Regions from separate parts of the Mus musculus genome. Here all the other regions are linked to region 1. The links are chromatin contacts, called in public HiChIP or PLAC-seq maps. All regions are on one chromosome and are shown on one strand. Each heading gives the region's core, a stretch centred on a gene start, on an enhancer-like site or on the middle of the called end of the contact. The rest is flanking DNA. Distances are from core to core; before and after follow the strand shown.

The links. HiChIP or PLAC-seq counts read pairs in DNA pulled down with a chosen protein or histone mark.
Region 2: a BATF HiChIP or PLAC-seq map of CD8 T cells shows a contact between it and region 1, with 35 read pairs. The contact joins the enhancer-like site here to the promoter of Cd69 in region 1. A contact is called at or near these places in 2 of 39 promoter capture datasets (cranial neural crest and macrophages), 1 of 15 datasets of contacts at CTCF or cohesin (CD8 T cells), 1 of 484 Hi-C or Micro-C datasets (CD4 T cells), 1 of 115 datasets of contacts at active chromatin or transcription factors (CD8 T cells) and 2 of 9 other capture datasets (adipose tissue and liver).
Region 3: an H3K4me3 HiChIP or PLAC-seq map of the 230-238 cell line shows a contact between it and region 1, with 127 read pairs. The contact joins the enhancer-like site here to the promoter of Cd69 in region 1. A contact is called at or near these places in 10 of 39 promoter capture datasets (the C10 cell line, the HPC-7 cell line, HPC-7-derived erythroid cells and 6 more), 3 of 15 datasets of contacts at CTCF or cohesin (CD8 T cells, large pre-B cells and pro-B cells), 91 of 484 Hi-C or Micro-C datasets (the 63-12 cell line, B cells, the BV-2 cell line and 58 more), 24 of 115 datasets of contacts at active chromatin or transcription factors (the 230-238 cell line, CD4 single positive thymocytes, CD8 T cells and 16 more) and 4 of 9 other capture datasets (adipose tissue, liver, macrophages and 1 more).

The regions. Positions count from the first base shown.
Region 1 is chr6:129,274,109-129,276,627 of GRCm38.p6, reverse strand. Cd69 (CD69 antigen) reads left to right here and starts at 1,259. Exons shown (of 5, transcript NM_001033122.4): 1 at 1,259-1,406. The coding sequence starts at 1,343.
Region 2 is chr6:129,215,204-129,217,722 of GRCm38.p6, reverse strand. The region is part of intron 2 of Gm38906 (a long non-coding RNA gene); the gene reads right to left. Among named protein-coding and RNA genes, the nearest start is that of 2310001H17Rik, 22 kb to the left of the region's middle. Within about 2 kb of position 1,257, at least 117 of the 459 cell types and tissues checked have an H3K27ac peak or open chromatin away from gene starts, as enhancers often do. A contact at or near this core is called in CD8 T cells, adipose tissue and macrophages, where this site is marked.
Region 3 is chr6:129,314,635-129,317,153 of GRCm38.p6, reverse strand. No RefSeq gene overlaps it. Among named protein-coding and RNA genes, the nearest start is that of Clec2m, 16 kb to the left of the region's middle. Within about 2 kb of position 1,258, at least 39 of the 459 cell types and tissues checked have an H3K27ac peak or open chromatin away from gene starts, as enhancers often do. A contact at or near this core is called in the 230-238 cell line, the 63-12 cell line, B cells and 20 more, where this site is marked.

The DNA of each region.
Region 1 (2,519 bases), core at 10-2,509:
AAGCCTTTGGTGAGCTGAATGTTCTCAACAAGATGATATGACATACTTAATCTCATCCCAGCTGCTGTGCAGGAAAGATACTGAGAACAAAAAGGCACATTAGGACCAGCATGTACCTGTCTGTGTCTCAAGCAGACAAATCCACCTGCTGGCTCACCTCAGTTGTCTGTGCCGGTACCTTCCAAGCAACCTAAGCATTATATCTTCACAAAGGCAAACCAGACAACTTTACTCCAGGTCCTTTGACAATCTCTCCATTCTCTGCTCTATTCCATATGTCAAATGTAGAGATCATTCCAGAATGTAAGAAATCATGCTTGTAATTTTTTAAGATCCTCACACTTGACTTACCAAAACAGACATTTTCTGCATTTATGTGGTGCTCAATAACTTATCTGAATGAGATGGATATCATGGGAAGATATGTGTATAGGGATCATCTTCCAAATATCCGAGGCCACAGACACCTGAAAAGGACATGGGGAAATAGAAGGAGATATTCTGCAGTGAGACAAAGTAAGTTTGACAGTGGAGGATGACAAGAAAATGAGCAAGGGATGATGAAATAGATAACTGAAGAGAAACAGTTTTAGATCACACCGAGGAAGTTTCAGACCACAAGCTTTCTGTTTCCTGCACTAAAGCAACTCCTGACACTTGAAAGAACTAGTCTCTGGGGAAAAAAGAAGTGAATGCCACACGTTTTAAATCCATAATTAACTAAATAAAACTTGTCCAATTGAGAGAGAGGGAGAGAGAGAGCCACAAAGATAGAGATTTTAAAATCCCTACTCAACAGTACATCTTCTGGCCACCAACAGCACCTGGTACATAATGGGTATTCAATAAATGCCTGTACCTGCCTACATATACAAAGAAACCAATGCAAAGGATTGCATGAAAAAGTTTTACTCTCTCTTCCAGTGCTTTTCCATGTCAAATACAGCAATCTCAAACTTTTAGCTCCTTGTTTAGATTATACCATTTCCTAAGTTATTTGTGTTTTTAAAAGTTTGTGGAAGGATGTCTTCGATTCTGGGAAAATCCCATTTATCTCTTCCTCTTGAAGCTACAGTTGTGAGAAAGCACATTTCAGACAGCAGGGAAAACCCGCAGCTCACCACAACAACACACGGTGAAGTGTCTAGGCCGCTGGAGCATAAATTAAAGAGAACTGGCTGAGTTGAGTGAGTACAGGGTAGGAGGAAGGGGTGGAGCCTAATCGAGTATAAAGGCTGAAATCCTCCGAGATCAAGACACTGAACAAGACAGCTCCAGCTACATCTCTCCGTGGACCACTTGAGAGTCGCCAGGGACCTTGAGGGGAAAAAAATTAAAAAGGATGGATTCTGAAAACTGTTCTATAACGGAAAATAGCTCTTCACATCTGGAGAGAGGGCAGAAGGGTAAGTCATGTGATTTCTTACATTCTGGAATGATCTCTACATTTGATGTGTGGAATAGAGCGGAGAATGGAGAGATTATCAGAGGACTTGGTTATGTTCTGTTTCAATCAGTAAAAGAGAAACTGGGCATAGGTAAATACCTCTCTAGCTATGAGAAGACAAGATACTTGTATGAGAGAGAGCTATATGACTTTCAGATGATCTTGAAAGGACTTTTCCTTTGAATAGATTTGTAACATCTCAACTCGTGGATTTAAATGATAAATGATAAATTGCCTGGCTTGACCTAGTTATTCTCTATAGTTTTCCCATAACCACCATCATCAGTAAGTTTTATCCTTTTCTTTATGAAGAACTCTGTTTTTCACACAAAGAGTTACGTTCTTGCTCTTTCCTTATCCATTTGCCTGCTTTCTGTGTGTATTCCCTCATTAGTGTTCTCCTCATGAATCCTCCAGTGGTTAGCAGCATTCGGGTCTCCAGGCTCAGAGAAAACAGCATTACACACACCTGAACATGTGCAGTGTCATATGGTGATGCATTAGAATGTAACCCTGTCATTAAAATGTCATCTTCTGCAGAGACCTATGGAATCTCCTCCTTACATTTTGTTCTGTCTCTCTCCTCCAATGAATCACTTCAAATTCTATGACTATATATTTTTCTTCCTTTTTACAAAAGCATGATCACCCTTCACATTTCTGTCTCTTCTGTCTGTTTCTATCTGAGTTGTAAGGAGCCCTCCAGCACTTAGCACTTGGGAATGAGAGTTATTTGAAAGCACGAGCGATCCAGTTAATAAAGGGATTTGCTATGACCAACACCGCCAAGATAGTTGGTGAGGAACGAATTATTTTCTGAGTTTCTCTGTCAAGTTGTCTTGTTGTGTAAAAAAATTAAAAATAAAAAATTTTTTAAAAGTCTCAGTTACCTTTAAAATCTCATCCCTTCTTTGAGAGCATGAAGTCAAAAACATAGATATAAAGTCTACAATATTCATTTTTAGATACCTAAGCAACCCATACCTATATGTCTCACTTAAATTTTTTTTAAAAAGCAGATAATAATGAAACTATAATAAATAGTGGAATGAAGGAAAGACCAAATGCAGAA
Region 2 (2,519 bases), core at 8-2,507, 59 kb after region 1:
CTTTCACATGGCCCTTAAAATTTTGTTCTGTTGTCTCTGCAGTTATCTGTCTATCTGAAAAAAAAATCCCCTTGGAATCCTTCCTTCCCAGAGTAGAAAAAAAAAGGAGTATAAATCCTTTAAACTCAATCCACTTCAGTCTTTTCTGTCTGTCTCTGAGAAAGCAAATGTAGCAAAAATCAGATACTCAGTTCTGATATTCGAAGAAAGAGGTCTTCATTGCTCTCTAGACTCCTGCTGTTACACCGGAAATGCAAACAGACATTCCAGAGGCTCATGGAATCATAGCCTGTAGGAGAGTACACTAAAGTGTAACCAAAATATACACAAATACAAAGTTATCAAAGTAGAAAAATGTATTCAAAGAAATATGTGCTTGCTGCCACAAGTATTCAGTTAAGACTCAAGGTACAAGTTATAGTCAAGATGTCCAACACACAGGTACTCTTCAGCTCAGCATGACTTAACTTATGACTGTGGACTTTCTGGTAGAACCAAAGTCATGGGCTTCAATTGAAACTACACTTCAAATGCTGGATTTTGAACTCACTCTGTAGACCTGGCCTCGAACTCAGAAATCCTCCTGCCTCTGCCTCCCAAGTGCTGGGATTAAAGGCATATGCCACTACTGCAGGCTAGTAACATGAGGCAGGAACGTTCTCAGGACACTAGGCACTGCAGTTGCACCTCCTCATCAGCCATCTGACCAGCAACAGACACTACACTGTGTGGCTTAGCTATGGTGCTCAGTAGATAAAGTATCCAAATGACATTTTAAACTTATGATGGCTTTAAGGTCAGCATGCTGATCAGATGAAAAACACTGGACTTACTTCAAACAGACTATGAGACATGAATCGTTAGACAGGACAGATTCTTGACACCTCTACTCCACCATCATTCTAGCTTGCATTAGTTTGAAATGTTACTGACTTCATACATAGTGCTAATTTATTCTTCAGCACTCCTAAATATTATATGTATTATCTCCAATAGGATGTCAAAAATGCCTGCAGATATGACCAAAAGGCAGATATGACCAAAAGGCAGATATGACCAAAAGGCAGAACTTCAGTCCAAAGTGATACTATCTGTCGCTTGAACTTGGGGATAAGTTGATAATGCTGTAGATTCTTGGCCTGTATTTAATCTGCTTCATCGGCTCAACATTGTTGCTTGTCAACAGATCACTCAGAAGAGGATCAGCTGCTGATCATACGTCTGACTCAGCTATATCTCATTGCTATGGCTCTTGGCCACAAGATATCTGACTCTGTGTCACCAGCCTAACAGAAGATCACATTGTGCTGCCAAAGCACAGAACACACCCAGCTTCTTGGATTTCATCTGTCTTGCATTTCCTTATGTATCAGTTACAGGAAAAGCAGCAACTGAAATACAGCTCTCAAATGCTCTGGATGGTAAATAAAACAAGGCATATGCTATAATACCCTCTGAGAGAAATGCCCTTGCCCTGGTGTGTGTGTAAGGTCCTACAAGTATGTAGAATATGTCGTTTACCTAGCTTCCATTTACTAAGAATTAGTTGGCTGGCCTATATTTTGAAGGGAGTGACATTTTCTTGGCCAGGCCTTTCTGGCTCATTCCTCTCATAAACAAGCAAAAGGATCTGCTTGTCCAGAATGAGAAAAGTCTTTCTGGATAGTTGTCACTCTTGTGCCTAGGAGACGACTGTCGAGCTTCTATGACCACCTCCTCCTGTCAACTCAGTCTTTGAAGCAATGCAGAGACTATGCTGTGAAGAAAGAACAGTAACTCACAGCACCGATACTAAGGGATACCACTACCCTTGGATTTGGCTTCCATCTGATGGAAAAGAGCTTCAGCCTATAGCTAATAACTGGGATCATTTGAATAGCAAAGAATTTAACACTAGAGAAAATATATTAAGACACTTAATATAAGACAAATTATGACTACCACAGGAAGGAGCATCCTGGGACTAGTCCACCAAACAGACCATGTCTCTCCAAATATATGCATGTGTGTTATGCTGCCACAATGACTAGGTGAGGGGTGTTAGATGACGTGTAGCCACTGGCAAAGGTCTCTTTTGTCTTTATCTCTCCAATTATATGCATGTGTGTTGTGCTGCCACAGTGACTATGCCTTCTAAAGCATAAAGACTAAAGGTGAGCAGTGATTTAGAAGATGCTGTAGCTACTGGCAAAGGTCTCTTTGTTTTTCCCCACCATGTACGCAAGGCTAGCTAGCCTGTAGGCTTTGAAGATTTTCCTGTCTGCCTTCCCTCTCTCCATAGGAGTACTGAGATTTCACATGTATGCTACAGAGGTTGGCTTTACTTAAGTTTGGGGGATTTGAGCTCAGAACTTCATATTCACAGGATAAGCACTCTACCCACTAAGTCATCTCCCTATCCCTTTGTTCTAGTTCCATTGAATATTGGGAACTCTTCCAATTCCTCCCTGGTTTCATCAACAGCCCATTGTTCAAAACAGTGTTGTGTTGTTCTATCTCAGAAGTATGTGTGTGTGTTT
Region 3 (2,519 bases), core at 9-2,508, 41 kb before region 1:
GAGAAAACTCACAGTGCAGCAAAGCAGAGCCTAATAATTGCTTATTTGAGTCCTCACAAGACAAGAATGATGAAGGAAATGGGAATAACTGTGACTATGAGGAGGTTCTAGGTGGAAATGAAGATTCTGTTAGAAATTAAACCATTGGCCACATTTTTACACCACAATAAATATTTTGGCGACATTCAACATTCCTGCATGAAGAGGAAAGGTACACATAGAATAAATCTATTTTCTAAGATTTATTTTTATTATTTTAGATTATGTATATGTATATAGACCATTTGTGAGTATGCACATACAGGTGTGGGCGCCCACAGAGGACAAAGGCATCAAATCCCCCTGGAGCTGGAGCTGCAGGTAATTATGAGCTAAGCAACATGGGTGTTGGGAAGTTAAGTTCTTTTAGTAACTGAGCCATCTCTGAAGCCCAACCATCCTCATACCATTTGTGACTTGGTTTTGGTTTTGGTTTGTTTTCTGTTGAAACAGAGTTTCATTATACAGTCAAAGATGGTTTGGAACTACATAACCCATCTGTAATCCTAGGATTACAGTCAGCAGTCGCTAATACCTGTACTATACTCCTTGTAAACTTTCTCATTCTGTCAGCATTCCTTCTAGGCTCCACCCCACAGTTTGAAAATTGTAACAGCCAAGTATGTCTGGCTTACTATGAAAGGGGCTGTTTGCCCCCTCCTCACTCTCTTACCCTCTTACTACTCTTATTCTCTTACTCTCTGCTCCTTCTCTTCCTGCCCTTTCTCCCTCTCTCATCTCCTTCCCCCTCTCTCCACATGTTCCTGGACAACCTCCCTCTCCCTCCCCTTCCCCCTCCTTCTCTCTCTCTCCCTCTTCTTCTTCCTCTTCCTCCTCCTTCCTTCCTCCCTCTCCCTCTCCCTTTCCCTCTCCCTCTCCTTCCCCCTCTCCCTTTCCTTCTCCCTCTCCCTCCCCCCTCTCTCTCCCCCTCTCCTCCCTCCCCTTCCACCTCACCACATTTCTACTAAACATATCCTGACTCTTTCTTTCTTTTTTATAAAACACAACACTGTCTTAAATTAATTCAATTATTGGCTGAATTTGTATATATTTTGTATTAGGGTATTATCTGGTTAGACTTACATATAGTCTCCTTCAGATATGTTTAAATTTTTAATGAATTTTTTTAATGTAAATGCATAAGACCTCCAAAAGTACCCTTCAGTTTTGTGACTTCTTGTTTCTAAGAAAAGAACTTAACTGAACTTCTGATAAATGACATAGCGTTTGTGGTGAAATGAAAAGAGACTGAAGAGGAAACAGCCACATAGGGCAGGGCTTACATCCTCATTCAACCATAAATGAGTTCTGAAATCTTAATGAAAAGTAAAAGGTGAATTTTCCTAAAGCCAGCATAGAAAAAAAAGTTATTCCAATTTTCAAAGATTTTACATATATTAGTTAAAATATGGTTTATTATATAATGGCTTAGCAAACTTTGTTATTTGCTAAGTTAATGCCTACAACCTTAATATAGCCTTGTATAGTTCCATCATTTTGCAAGAACTTTGTAGATAGGATAAGGTATATGAGATGTTTGTATTTAAAAATCAGTCTACAGGAACACATAGCAGGCACACACTGTGGGAGGCTCATCTCTCAGAGTTGGCTCTTAAATATTTTTTGTGAAACATAAGACAATAATGATTTTTTATATTTAACCCAGACAAACAAAAAAGTTCCTATGTTGGCATTAATTTAATATTAGTACACTCTATTGTAGTCTTGGGTGTGAAATGCTCACTTATTCAATCACTGAATCACACACTCTGCTCAGTACAACCATCAGTCAAGTCAATAAACACACACACACCACTTTAGCTATCATAGTCAGATTAAGAAAATTTCCCCTTTTAGTATCTTTTTTGCTATTTCTCTTTAAGACAAAAATTATGATGCATACATTAGAGCCAGTAGAGGCTGCCGATGAGATCATGCCCTTCCTCAGTTCAAGGTTTTTTACCTTAAAATAGACAGGTGATGTTGCTGATGAGATAAATTAAAATCCATGTGTGCTCATCATGTTAAATAGCATTTCTTGTTTTTCGTTTGCCTGAGACATTGGTGATTTCTATAAATGTGATAGGATTCACAGAAAATGTTCACTATCATTTGTATGTTGAAGAATGAAAACATTTAGGGCAATTATCTCCAAGTTCTAGGTTCACAGGATGGAAGAAGTAACTGTTATTGAGGTTTTTAGGTTGAGGAAAGTTCAGCACTCCTCTGTGGCAGCCTTTGGTAATTGCTATCAGGGAGTAAAGATGACATCATCATGCAAAAATGAGCCTTTCACAGGTAACAGCTCACTGTTTGTTAGGCTGTTCCTCAATATTTCTCCTCACTGCAGGTCAAGTTCTCCAGAAAAAAAAAAAAAAAGTCACATGTGGAGATTTGATACAGGATGACAATTTAAAATGGGTTCCTAATACCAACACGCAAGGCCGAGAGAGACAGTTGCAGGCAAATAGAGATGTCCA